2 separate regions of the Gossypium hirsutum genome follow, and region 1 is linked to region 2. Evidence: chromatin contacts called from public Hi-C data. All regions are on one chromosome and are shown on one strand. Each heading gives the region's core, a stretch centred on a gene start, on an enhancer-like site or on the middle of the called end of the contact. The rest is flanking DNA. Distances are from core to core; before and after follow the strand shown.

Region 1 (7,110 bases), core at 1,524-4,023, 45 kb after region 2:
CCACTGTTAAACAAATTGAAGATACGTTTAAGGAGTTCACTACACGGGAGGATATTGCTGTCGTTCTGATTAGCCAATATGTAAGTTTTTTCCAGCAGATATTGCCATAAATTATCAATTCTATTCTGCAGTTTTTATGCGAATATCTATATGTTTGTTAAGCTGTATCGTGCACAGAAGTTGTAATGTGTAGCTGGAGATCTATGAAATGCTAACAAACACAGATCATGTAAATTCTCTTGCTTCCATCTCATTATTAAGTCGCACAGATCATGTAAATTCTCTTGCTTCCATCGCATTATTAAGTCACACTTACACTGCTCCATAGAATTGACTGTTGGTCAATTATCTGTGACATGTTAACCTATATTGCCTTAAAGCTCAGAAACACATATACTGGATTCAGTAATGAAGTGCAGTGTTTAAGTGACTCTCTAACTTGTTACATGAATCATGTTATCAATAACAATAATAGGGACTGCTACATTAGTAATACCGATGATGAGATCTGATCAAATAAAAGATATGCCATTTGATAAAATGCCTCTGTAAAATATGGTTAGTACCTAAACTTCTTCATGACCAGCTAGTGTTCTACTTCTTGTCTTGCTTGCTCGTACTGTCTTATTGATAATTTCATCTTATTCTGATATTGGCTATCCTAGCCTACTACCTAGTTAGATTAACCAAATGACACTGCCTTTTGAATCTTTTACATTCATAGTTTGATCTATAATGATAACCGGTCCAGACACAAGTACAGAATTTCTATTTGAATTTCATTGGAAACCAAGTTCGTATTTGCTAAATTAAGCTGTGGCCCTCTACCTTTTTAATCGCAGGTTGCAAATATGATAAGGTTTCTGGTGGATAGCTACAACAAGCCTGTTCCAGCGATCTTGGAGATTCCATCTAAGGATCATCCATATGATCCGGCACATGATTCAGTTCTTTCACGGGTTAAATACCTCTTTTCTGCAGAATCAGTGGCATCTGGGAGGCGTTAAATGCCAATAGACACTTAGTCTCATTGTGTTTCTATTTCCTTAATGATTCGTTTATTATGGGTGACTAAAATTATTCTTTCCAGACAATTGGTAGTGGTTCTCGTCTCAAATTCCATGAACTACAGTATGCAACTTTTAGTTGGAGATATGCTTTAGTGGCTTTTTTTTTTTAATTGAATAAGATGTTTGACTAGAGTTCGGAGGATTCATCAGTCATCATCCAACGGATGCCTCCTTGTTAACATTAAGGTAACGATGGTTCTATTGAATGGCACTCTTTTTTCTGGCCGGGTTTGCTTGAAATCTTGTTGATTAGAGAAAGATAAGCTGGAATCTATGGTGTAGGGAGCCTATTAAATTGTTGTAGCTCGTTTTAAGGTACTTGAAAAATAAGTTCCACTAGTGTTATATGGCCTTGTAAGCTTGTAGCTGGAACTATTAATTGGCGAGGCTAGGTTGGTTTTAGATCATATCAATTTGAGTCCGGGTAATTTATAAGATAAAATTTTTGGGTTTGGAGTCATTTTGGTTGAGAGTCAGTTTTGGGTTTAGACTTCAGTTCGTGTCATTCTACGTTGCTATGGAAATTTCGAATTTGTTATGCAGAGTTTTTCAAGTCATTTTAACTTTGAATCATTTCAAGATCGAATTATTTTAAGGTTATCGAGTCCAAATGAATTCAATCCAATTCAGAATTTTGAGTTTGGATTATGTTGGATTATGGATTTAGGATCAACAAGTCTGGCTGAAAAATTTTGGTTTGCACAAATTTATAAAATGCTAAAGTTCTCCAACGGGATGCAATTAAGATTCCTGGTTGATTTTTCATTAATTTATATTCTAACAATTTTTTCTTTGGTGAAACTATCTGCTAAGTCAATTTGTGACCGATTAACATTAGTTCACATTAGTTGCTTCATGTTGATTGAGTTTTAGCTCGTTTAAGGGTTCGAGTGTGTTGAAATGTAATTGGAGAATAATTATGGATAGTCTTAGGTATCAACAAAAGAAAAAGTTAGTGTTAAATCAAATTATGACAAAGTTAATAATCATTATTTAAAAAATGCCATAACTTTTTTCATTTGCAGTTTAAATATTAAATCTTGTTCAAATTTAATCTTTGATTCATTTCATAATAGAAGGGTTAATTTATTCTTGTCCTTATAATAGAGCAATTTACTAAATACTTTCACATTTTTTCTTTGGGTATACTACATCCAAAATCATTGAATTATTGATAGTTTATGTTTTACTCATTCAATTTTAAAAACTTACAAAATGATCATTAAATTATTTGCAATTTTTTATTTAAGTCATCAAGCTATTTAAATCGTAGTTTTATGGTCTTCTCTGTTCTCACCTTCGACACCAATCGAAAGGGTAAACTTCCCCTTCTCTTTTACAGTTCATGAAACAACTTTGAACATCACGAATTTGCAAAACAAAATTTAAATTGTTTTCTTCTTTGACACTGACCATCAGATCGTCTTAGATCTGACATATGTTCTACTTGTTAATAGGTATTGTTCCATTGTACCGATCATTATATTGTCGCTCGAAGGTCACCATTTAGACTTTTAAAAAAATCTTAACAGTCTAGTAACTTAAATGAAAACATTTGAATAGTATAGTGACTATTTTGTAACTTTCTAAAGTTGAGTGGCTAAAATGTAAACATACTAATAATTTATGACCTTTGGTGTAGTTCACCCTTTTTCTCTTCAAAGCCCATCATAGACCCATTTTGTTTAAGGGATCATTAAGCCCATCATTTACCAAACAACCGGTCTTTGATTTTTGTTTACGAAGGCTTTCCCCGGCGTATGCTCCATCTCTCTCTTTCCCTTTCTTTTCCAAAAGAACTCCAAAAATTAGGGTTTCGAAAACCCTAACTTTACCATAGCTTCCCAATTCTATTTCTTCTTCATCCCTTTTGTTTTTAATAGAAATTAAATTTAATAATCTCGTTATTGTGTTTGATTTCCTTCAACAATGGCGGAACACTTAGCCTCTATCTTCGGTACCGAGAAGGACCGTGTTAATTGTCCCTTTTATTTCAAGATTGGAGCTTGCCGGCACGGTGACCGGTGCTCACGTCTCCATAACCGGCCGACGATCTCCCCAACCATCCTTCTTTCCAACATGTATCAGCGGCCAGATATGATCACTCCCGGAGTAGATCCCCAAGGACAACCCATAGATCCTCGCAAGATCCAGGAACATTTCGAGGATTTCTACGAGGATATCTACGAGGAACTAAGCAAGTTCGGTGAGATCGAGAGTCTTAACGTTTGTGATAACCTCGCCGATCACATGATTGGAAACGTATATGCTCAGTTCAGGGAGGAAGATCAAGCGGCAGCCGCTCTCCAGGCACTTCAAGGAAGGTTTTACTCCGGTCGACCCATCATTGCCGATTTTTCCCCGGTTACCGATTTCCGTGAAGCCACGTGTCGGCAATACGAGGAGAATAACTGTAACCGTGGTGGTTATTGCAATTTCATGCACGTCAAAGTAATTGGGAGAGACCTTAGAAGGAAACTGTTCGGAAGTTACCGGAAATACAGAGGACATCGGAGTAGGAGCAGAAGCGGAAGTCCTCGCCCCCGCCGTGATAGGGATCGCGACCGTCACCGTGACCGTGATGATAATCGCGATAGGAATGGTCGAAGACCTGATAGGACTGACCGTGACGCCGGTGGTCGGAGAAAAAATGGAAGTCCTAAACGAAGCCATAGTCGAAGCCGAAGCCGAAGCCCTCCACCTGCTAGGGAAGGGAGTGAAGAACGTAGAGCCAGGATTGAACAATGGAATCGAGAAAGGGAAGAGAAGCCATAAGAGCAAGCTCTTTAGACCACGGTTTGATCTATAATTTTCATTTCTCTTCCCTTTTTGGTTATAATTATTTATTTTTCTAATTTCAGAAATGTTTTTGTTATGTTTCTGCAACTTTGGGTAAAACTTAAATATTCATTTCGAGCTATGCGTGACACCATTTTAGCTGTTACAATGTCTTTTTAAAGGGAGTATCTGTATCTCTGTTGAATAGTTTCCTTTTATTTTTGTCCATTGTTAAAGAGATTCAAGCTACTTTAATATCAGTTCTTGCTTTAATTTGCTTACTCAAGTACTCTGTTTTAGTCAGATTCTTATGCTCTTCTTAAAGTTCTTCTCTCAGGTTAAATGCTACTATTAATCCTTGGTACTTTGTAAATGTTATAGATTTAGTCTCTATTATTTGATCTATTTTAGTCCCTATATTTTTTAAATTTTAAAAAAAAAATTAGTCTTGATCCAGATAGTAGCAGTTAAGTATGTGAAGTTAAGTCCAATTATTAGGTCTATATTATGCCTATAGTTATCTTAGTCCATATTTTCCAATTTGATCCTTCTAAAAGCAAACGATAGTCATTAATTCATTAATTGAATTTTTAGGGAGTAGATGTGATAATAATATTATCACATCATATTTTAAAAATAGTATAACTTAATAAATTTAAAAGTTAATTGTTTGGTGAGACTAAAATTTTAAAATTTTAAAATTCAAAAAGTATAGGGATTATAAATATTAGGATTTAGCTCATTTTTGAAACCTACTATGCAGAATTTTATTAATTTTTATTTTTATTAATTTTAAATTTTGAAATTTTATCATATTTTATATGTAAATTGGATTTAAATTTTTTCTCTAATTTGAGTATTATATTTTTTTCGAATTTTAAGAATTTAGTTTTGATTCAAAAATCATTATTACATTCCTCAACTAAAATAATCTAACTTTTTTAGAAGTAAATGAAAATAACTGTTAATTTTAGAGAAAATAATTAGTTGATATGTTAGTACATATGAGATAATATATTTATAGAATTAAATGAAAATAACTATTTTTTTGAGAGAAAAATTAGTTGATATGAAATAATGTATTTATTGTATAAAATTTTAAAAATAATAAAAATGCATTTAATGTATGTTATTTAGTAATGATTAAAACTTTAAATTTCAAAGAAAGTAGAAAAATTATGTGCACAATTCACATCTCGAGTTTAGAAGTTTGGTTGAATAAGTTTTTGACGACATTAAAGATCATTTTTCGAGTTCAAACGAGAGAAAATAATTCAGAAATTTATTGTATCCCCCATAAGACAGAGCACCCAATGAATTTAACTTTAAAAACTAATTAAAAATAAAATTCGATCTCAAAATTGTACTTTCAAACCCAAGATTTTCACATTATTTCAAAGAAATTCCAATTTGCAAGGAAAAAAGTATCCAGTCTGATTTAGTTCCCATTAAAACTTTCAAGGAAGTACAGATTTCAAGGATTTGGTAAAAGTTTCTAATGCCTTCAATCCTTCATCAGGAGACTTAGCTTCACCCAGCACCTTCACCATCGCACTCCCGACGATCACACCGTCGGCTCCCCATCCAGCAACCTGTTCGTCACTATATATTCTCATTCATTCAACGAGCAAACTACATTGAACCCAAAAACAAAAATTGGTAAATACAAAGGAAGACAGACCTGCTTCACATGCTCGGGTTTCGATATGCCAAAGCCAACAGCAACAGGCTTGGTTGTTACCTGCCGTACCGAAGTTAAAACCGTCAAAATGCAAGTAAAAAGGGTACTTGAATTATCAAAATCTATAATTGTAAAATAAGGAAAGAAATAGAATCTATTAAAGGTTTGTTGATTTGTCACCTAAACAAGATTTTTGTAATGACTTTGATAAATGCACCGAGCACAAGCTCGACTTAGTTACCAATCAAGGACTATTCAAGAACGTTTAAAACATATAATGCTAACTAATGATAATAGTGATTCTTATTTGTCGATACAAACCTCTTTAATTTCGGCTAAAAGAGTCTGAACCCGATCGCTAACAGATGCACGAGCACCAGTAACTCCAACTGAGCTCACCTGCATTAAAGACAAAAGTAATCAAGGAAAACAATACGGGAAAAAAAACAGTGGTCAACTTTGGAAGAGGATCTTACGAGATACACAAATCCTTCCGCTGCTTCAACAATAGCTTTCATTCGGTCTGTCGGTGTAGTTGGTGTTGTAAGCATTACCTTAACCACACAAGCAGATTAGTCGTACTAGATTGACTATAAGCATTTATTGCAGAAACGAAAAAGGGGAAAAAGCATTGCTATGATTTAGACTATAGCTAATTGGGTCGTAATGCTGCCTTCAAATATTACGAGCGGGCATTTATTAGTAGTAATAAAGGTAGATATGATATTCTTATAGCGGAACATACCAGTTCGATCTTATTTTTGAGAGCTTCTCTACTCAAAAGTTCGGTCTCTTCTAGAGGGACATCTGGAACCACCAGTCCTGCAAATATTTACGGAATTATCAAGGTAAGCACGTTGGGATTCTTGAAGGGAACAAGAATAAAAAACAACCAAATCTCCGCAACGAAAAATCGTATTAGGCCTATGTTTCGGATTATATAAACGAATCGATAGATAGTTACAAAGCCAGCATGAGCAACAACATATTCAAAATTCCGGGTTTTCTTAATAAAAGCCTAAAAATTTAAAACGAAAAACATAATCAACTACCTCTATAGGATGCTATCTACAAAGAAAACGACGTGGAAACCAAGAATAGTTGAACAGTTAAGAACTTCTTTAAAAAAGTAGGTTAAATGCTGCTATTAGTCCCCATACTTTTAACATGTTCATTTTCAAATTTAACAGATGGATTCTACAGGGTTTGGCTCCACTCTATTGCTTTTTCATCCATTAATATCCAATGCATGTTTAATCAATATTCACAAGTTTATTTTCACATTTAATAGATGGGTCCTACACATTCGAATGGTGATGATCATTGCATTGGATATTAATGGATGAAAAAGTAATGAGTGGATCTTAACCCTACTCTAATTTGATCATTTTTAATCTTTGTACTTTTCAAATTTTATAATTTCAGTCTTCACCAAACAATAACTACTAAATCATTCAGTTAGGTTCTGCTATTTCCAAAATCTAATGCGACAAACATATTATCAAATGTGAAATACTATGTTAGCTTGTTATTTCTACATATTGCTCAATAAAAATCTAGCTAATGGATTAACGACAGTCA
Region 2 (6,452 bases), core at 2,320-4,819:
TTTTTTTTGTCAATAATTGACAAACAACTCAACCGATAGCATACTTATCCAACAATAACATTTATGATATAGGACATGGATTCCAACATTATTAAGTGCAAATGTTGAGACTTCCTTAGTAGGTGACCAATACATCTATATGATTCAATTTTATAGGCATCTAATGTGACTCTATCACTCTTTTGAACTCGTTGTCACTCCAAACACTCAAGCTCCACAAACCCAACTCATCGAAGGGTCTACTAACTCTCAAGCATGAAAGCTTGAAAGGAGGTCGACTCTTTCAAAAGAAGTATGTGAAATTTTGTTCATCAAGAATCACAAATGCCTCAACAAGTAGCGCACTTACCCAACAATGCCTTATACAACATGGATCCAAACATTATCAAGTGCAACTGTTGAGATTTTCTTTATAGGTAACATTGTGTATCTATATGACCTATTTTCAGCACCTAACTAAAATACTAGATACTACCACTCTATTGGACCCGTCACCTCCTCAAATACCAAACTTTTAACATCATTGCTTCTCTTTAATAGGTACATCTTGGATGCCATTTTTTTTCCCTTTATAAAGAAAATTCCCAACAAGGATGCAGGCGCTAAAACTAATAACATGGTTGGCATAGTCTATTTTATTGAAATAAAAAGTCTGGCCAGTTTCCAAAGTTGAGATAATTTTGCTCCACTTTAGCCTTTAGCTTTAGACTTTGGTGTATAATTACCCTTTTTTTTTTGTCATTCACTTGGTAGGCAAACGTAAGGTTGATTTGATTTGTGACTATTTTTTTAAATCATAGTACTAGCAACCCAAAGCTTGTGGAAGGCATTACAGTCATGGGCACACAAAAAATGCAATTTACTCTTTCAATGGGGTCCTCAAAATGCTTAAATTTTCACACCTTATCTTCATTACGGTCTTTAATGTTCTTTTTAATGATATATATATATAATGTATAACACATAAAAAGATATAGATTATAAGTTTTAATTGGTGCTTGTAAATATTCCTTAACGAAATCTCTTAAAAATTAAGAGCAAAGCGAACTATAGTGTGATTTTATCTGTTTTTAAGCTACAATGAGGATGTAGAAACTTGTTGAGACAAAAAATATAAATTCTTAATCCACTAGCTAAGGATTAGATTGTAATTATAAATAATAAGTGTTATCTTTTTTTTAAGCAATTTCTTTTTCAAGAGAACATTTTTTACTTTTTCAAAATAAACAATATCCCATTGTCTTGGACAATTAAATATCCTCAAAATTATCATCTAAGATAGATATTTTTACACTATTTCAAAAATTCATTGATTTAATCATATGAATATGTAAAATAAATATTTTCAATCCTAATAGGAAAGGGATGGAAACGGATACTTAATTTAAAGTAAGTAAACAGAATTCATACTCGATCTCATAGATACATATAGAATTATGTGAAAAACCGTATTCGATGAAAATCATATGTATAGCTTGGAGTGAGATTTGACATATATTTCGAAGGTCCACCCTACAATACATGAACTTTGATTTGGTGTAATTATACATATGAAATTTTAATTGTGGTTCAAATGTAAACATGAAACTTTAATTTGATTCAATCATACGCATCATCATTAATTGTTTTAATAATTTTTGAGAATTAGATCAAATCAAAATTTCATGTTTAAAATTGTACAAATTCAAATTTCATAATAAATTTAAAATTTATCTATATAATTATATGATTTGCAACTTGTAAAGCGTTAAACTCCACAAATGTTATTGAAAACATGACAAGTGTCCTATTTATTTACATATTAAAAATATTTTATTTTACTATATTTTATAAAATACAAATCATACTCTTAATCCGCTTGTGAAATTCAAAAAAAACCAAAATATAGTGTCATAATTTTGTATCTAAGATTCCCTAAATATTTTAATGTAGGGAAGATAATGAGAAGAAAAGAACAGTGTGTTGGGGAATATGGTTTTCAAGAAAAAGAAGCCCATATATTGGGGAGACAGCATTTTCTTAGTAAGACCCACATGAGGCCCTATGCTCTAATTAGAGCATTTATTTTTACACATTCACAATTTATTTTTATGAAATTTAATATCTGTATTCTTTTATTTGTATCATATCAAATTTTGTTTTCTGTCTTTTTCTGTTTGTTATTGTATTGTCGTTTTAATTATTAACGAAATTAATTTTTAAAAAATTTAGTATTTCGAAATTAATATTTTTATTAAATAAAAATTAATATTTTTATCTAAAAAATTGATTATTTAAATTAATCTAGAAACATGGTTGTCCTTTCTCTCCATGGAGCCTACACACACCAGAAAAAAAAAAAGAAAAAAAAAAGAAAGGAAAAGGCCCAGCAGAGAATCCAATTACAGTGAGATATCATATCAGATTTCAGATCAAAATTCAAAAGTAGCCTTTAAAATTCAATCAAAATTGATCCAATAAGTAACAAACATGAACTGACTAAACAAAGAGCTTGAGACCCCAAGGAGCCTCCTCCACATGATATAAAAAATACAGTGACAAGTTGGAAAGAGTTTTTTTTCTTTTTAAAAAGGGAAAACTTTGGGAATTCTTATGAAAAAAAAATCAATTTCATCTCTAATCATTGTAGTAGGACCCGTGCCCTAAATTCAAGACATGAAAATCTTTGCCACATGGTAGATTTTTTGTTTTTTTAAACATTAGAATCATTCAAACAAGTTACAAGGCAACAAAATATCAAATATGGTAAATAAATCATTAGGCCAAAGGACCGATTGTAATCTTCTCTGTGCCAAAAGAAGAGTTATTCGAGTATGGACATGGAGGAGGGAGAGAGCCACACTTCTGTTGAGCTCAACAACCTTTATAACCGGAGTCCAAAGCGATGGAACATTCACACGCGTCATGTCTGATCAAAACTATGAAAACAAGAAAGAGGCAACAGGAGGGAAGGGAATGTGACTTAATAACATCGGTGTTGATAGAGGTGGCTCAAGCTCGATTTTTAAATTGTTGCCTAGTTCTATGAAACAATGACATCCAGTTAAGAAATGAACCCATCAACAATCGGCAAGTTCGTGTACCTAATTTTCCCTCATTGTCACTCTTAGTAGGAGCGCTTGTGAGGAAAATAGTCAATTATAACAAGAGGACCTTGTGGCAAGAAAGACGAGAAGGGATTCTTTTGAGAATGCTCAGGCAAAAGAACATTGTCAAAGTAAAGGTAGATGGAATGAGAGAAAAAAAAATCTAAAGGAAATAAGAAGTGAAAGTGAAGACATGATTGGGTTAGGTCGATCTGATTTTAATATTTTATGTTCATTTTGAGTTTGAATTATTTCAAATTTTTCTTGTTTTGAGTTTGTTAAAGGTAAAAAGAGCAAGGAGGAGAAAGATGGCGGTTTACATGATAGTGATGTATTGAGAGTCGCTAGGATGGTGATTGGATAAAATAAGAGTGCAAAAAAAAATGTTGAAGAAGAATAACCTTTTTAATGATATGGAAGGGTACTTATAGTTACAAGCGAGGCCCATTTCCCTTAGGCCATATGTGTCCTTGTTGGTCTTGTCATGATAGGCCCTTTAAGGGACATGATAGCCTTCCTAGCTAAACGACGATGGTATTGATGAATTTGATTACCTGGTTGCGATTAAATTGATGTTGACTTAACGAATTTTTACGTGAGCTCTCTGTGTTCTTAATGTGAAGAGGAGGCTCAACACATGTCTTTGGCAAGGTAGGTTGGAGACGTTCTACCTGTCAAGTATGCATGTGCTAGCAAGGTTAAATTGGTGAGGTGTCATCTATAGACAATGTTGTGATCGACAAGGTGATGTTGGCGAGGTATGAAGACAGAGTCATGGCATTTCAAGTTTGAGCTATTTCACATTTAGGTCATCTTGAGTTCAGATTATTTTTTATTCTATGACATTTGGATTAAGATTGTTATTTTTTTATGATCAAATCAGATTGGATCAAATGTGAACTTGAATTAATCAAATTAAATTTTTTAGTTCAAAAAGCTTTAAAAGGTGACAAATTACATTTTGGAAAAGAAATCATTCCAACTTAAGTTGACAAGACTAATCCATGCCTAAGAAAATTGGACAAAACCCATATATGACAAAGGCACATGTTAGGACTGAAAACCAACATATTGTAATTGCATATAACAAGAAGCATTAATCAACAACTCCGATGCCTTATTGAACTTTATTTTAGCAAGAAGCATTAAAAAATTTAAAAAATTATTTGTTATTTTTAACAAATAGTATAATATGTCAATGCCTAAAATTACTCATAGCCCTTTCCCAACCCTTAAATAGGAGGATAATGCGCTTCAGCGTACTCAAACCCACATCCTCCTATACTGACAATAACGCCAATACTAATCAAGCTAAGACTCAATCGACATATTTAATATATTATCATATTCATTTAAATATATATTTATTTATTTATCTTAATTTCACTTTGAAATCTAATGAATGCGCTTTAAAATCGAATCACAGTTCACAGGAGTTAAAAACAACTTTATTTTAATAAATATTATATTTAATATTTTGTTGGAAGTATATTATATTTAATTTGGATTTGGTCAAAATGAGTTCATCACAATTCCATTCATAACAGCATGCAACCCACACATAAAATATTATAGTAAAAAAGGGTCCTTTTTTAGTGTATTGTAGCTGATTTCTTTTATCATTATTTTTCATTATGAAGATGATGCTCATCTGAATCGTGTGAATCATGTTGATTCTATGCCCTAATCTTTTTACTTTTTGAATGGTGTCCACCAAAATGACTGACAAACTTTATTATCGATTTTCGTTTTAATTATCAAATTGGTTCATGAATTATATTGGTTTTTTCATTTAAGTACATAATTTTTTTTTTTAAATTGATATCTAAACTATCCGTTCCCCAAAAGAGAGGCTAGAAAAGCTTTTTCTGGAAGGATCAATATTAAATTATATGTTTTTATAAGATTTAAAATGCAATTTTATTATTGTAATTAATTATAATGTTTTGAAAGGACTAAATCAAAATTTTATAATTTTGGAGGGCAAAGTCAAGTTTTTTTTTTATTTACATTTTAAAGGATAAGAACTGAAATTTTCCCATTTCAGGGAGGCCTACCCCTTTTATCTGAAAAAATATAGGACTTCCAATAAGAATAAGCTACATATCATTTTCTTTTGTTGGCATTGTGTTTTGGAGTAAAATTAAATGAAATTGATAAATTACGTAGATTTAAAAAAAAAAACATAGTTCAAGGATAATTTTGAGCATTGAAAATGCCTAATTATTGAATTTTATAGATTTTATACTTAAAATATATTATTTAAAGTTTAATTTAATAGTAATAGAGTTGTGACTCAATTTTTTATTGAAATAAAATATAAGTGGCAAGACAGGCTGCACAAGAAGAATTCGTATAGAAGTCTACTTCATCTGTTTGATATTGATTTGAATAAGGTGTTTCAATATTATTGATTACTTCCATTAGATGTTCATTAGAATAAGGTTTTCTAAACCTATAAATAAAGTCAGTTCAACATAGTGAATTTTTTCTCCTCTACCCATGATTTTTTTTCTGAAATGGTTTCTATATAAAATCTGTGTGTTCTTTTTCTCTTTTTTTTTACCATTATCGTCATTCTGTTTTTACAAATAGCATCTTAATATTAATGATAAAAAATTAAATTTACTGAAAAAAAAAAAGCAAACTAAACATCTATAGACTTTAGTGGAATTGATACAATTTATGAACACCAATTATCAATTATAAGTTAATAACAACACCATTTATAACAAATATTGTTATGATTTTCAATTGGTAAACAAAACACGTAATTAAATAATAGGGTTTTTTATTATCTAATTATGGTTTTAATCATTATACTAGGTTGAAATTTAATCATTTTACATTAACTTCATTCCTTTGTTTTTATAAGATTATTAGTAGATCTATAGTACATTAGTTATTATTATTAAAATGATAGTTTTTTTTTAATTAATCTTGAACATCCAATTTGTAAATTTATTATAGGCTCAATATTATTGATGAATTTTTTATGTTTTTAATTGTATAAACGAGTAACTGTTAAAAAGATTTCATATATCAGTTTAACAATGGTAACGAACAATGTTATCAATTTGGACATACTAATAACATTGTAAAAAATAGAATGATCAAATTATGTCAAATTAAAGTAAAATGATTAAATTGTAAAATTCAACATAGTAGAATAGCTAAATTCATAATTAGACCCCCCTCTTTCTCTCTCTCTTTTTCTCTTGAATCTACAAACAATGACAATGAGGCCTTGGCTTAATGATAAAATTCTAAGATTATTGAAATTTTGGATTCAAGTATCACCGTATGTAAATTTTCTCTATATCTATTATGACTGTGCTATTCAGATTGACTATGATAGAAACCTGA

What was found. A called contact is a pair of places that touch in the nucleus more often than the background predicts.
Region 1: a Hi-C map of leaf shows a contact between it and region 2, with 2.3 times the contacts expected there. The contact joins the promoter of LOC107936496 here to the enhancer-like site in region 2. A contact is called at or near these places in 5 of 34 Hi-C or Micro-C datasets (callus and leaf).

Annotation. Positions count from the first base shown.
Region 1 is chrA08:119,189,742-119,196,851 of Gossypium_hirsutum_v2.1, forward strand. LOC107936496 (splicing factor U2af small subunit B) reads left to right here and starts at 2,774. Exons shown (of 1, transcript XM_016869227.2): 1 at 2,774-4,129. The coding sequence starts at 3,000. The coding sequence ends at 3,845. LOC107936497 (V-type proton ATPase subunit F) reads left to right here. Exons shown (of 5, transcript XM_016869228.2): 4 at 1-80; 5 at 843-1,291. The coding sequence ends at 1,007. LOC107936474 (tryptophan synthase alpha chain) reads right to left here. Exons shown (of 9, transcript XM_016869204.2): 5 at 6,275-6,351; 6 at 6,006-6,083; 7 at 5,851-5,928; 8 at 5,530-5,589; 9 at 5,210-5,440. The coding sequence ends at 5,306.
Region 2 is chrA08:119,144,067-119,150,518 of Gossypium_hirsutum_v2.1, forward strand. No RefSeq gene overlaps it. Among protein-coding and RNA genes, the nearest start is that of LOC107936508, 7.1 kb to the right of the region's middle. Within about 2 kb of position 3,570, at least 5 of the 9 cell types and tissues checked have an H3K27ac peak or open chromatin away from gene starts, as enhancers often do. A contact at or near this core is called in leaf, where this site is marked.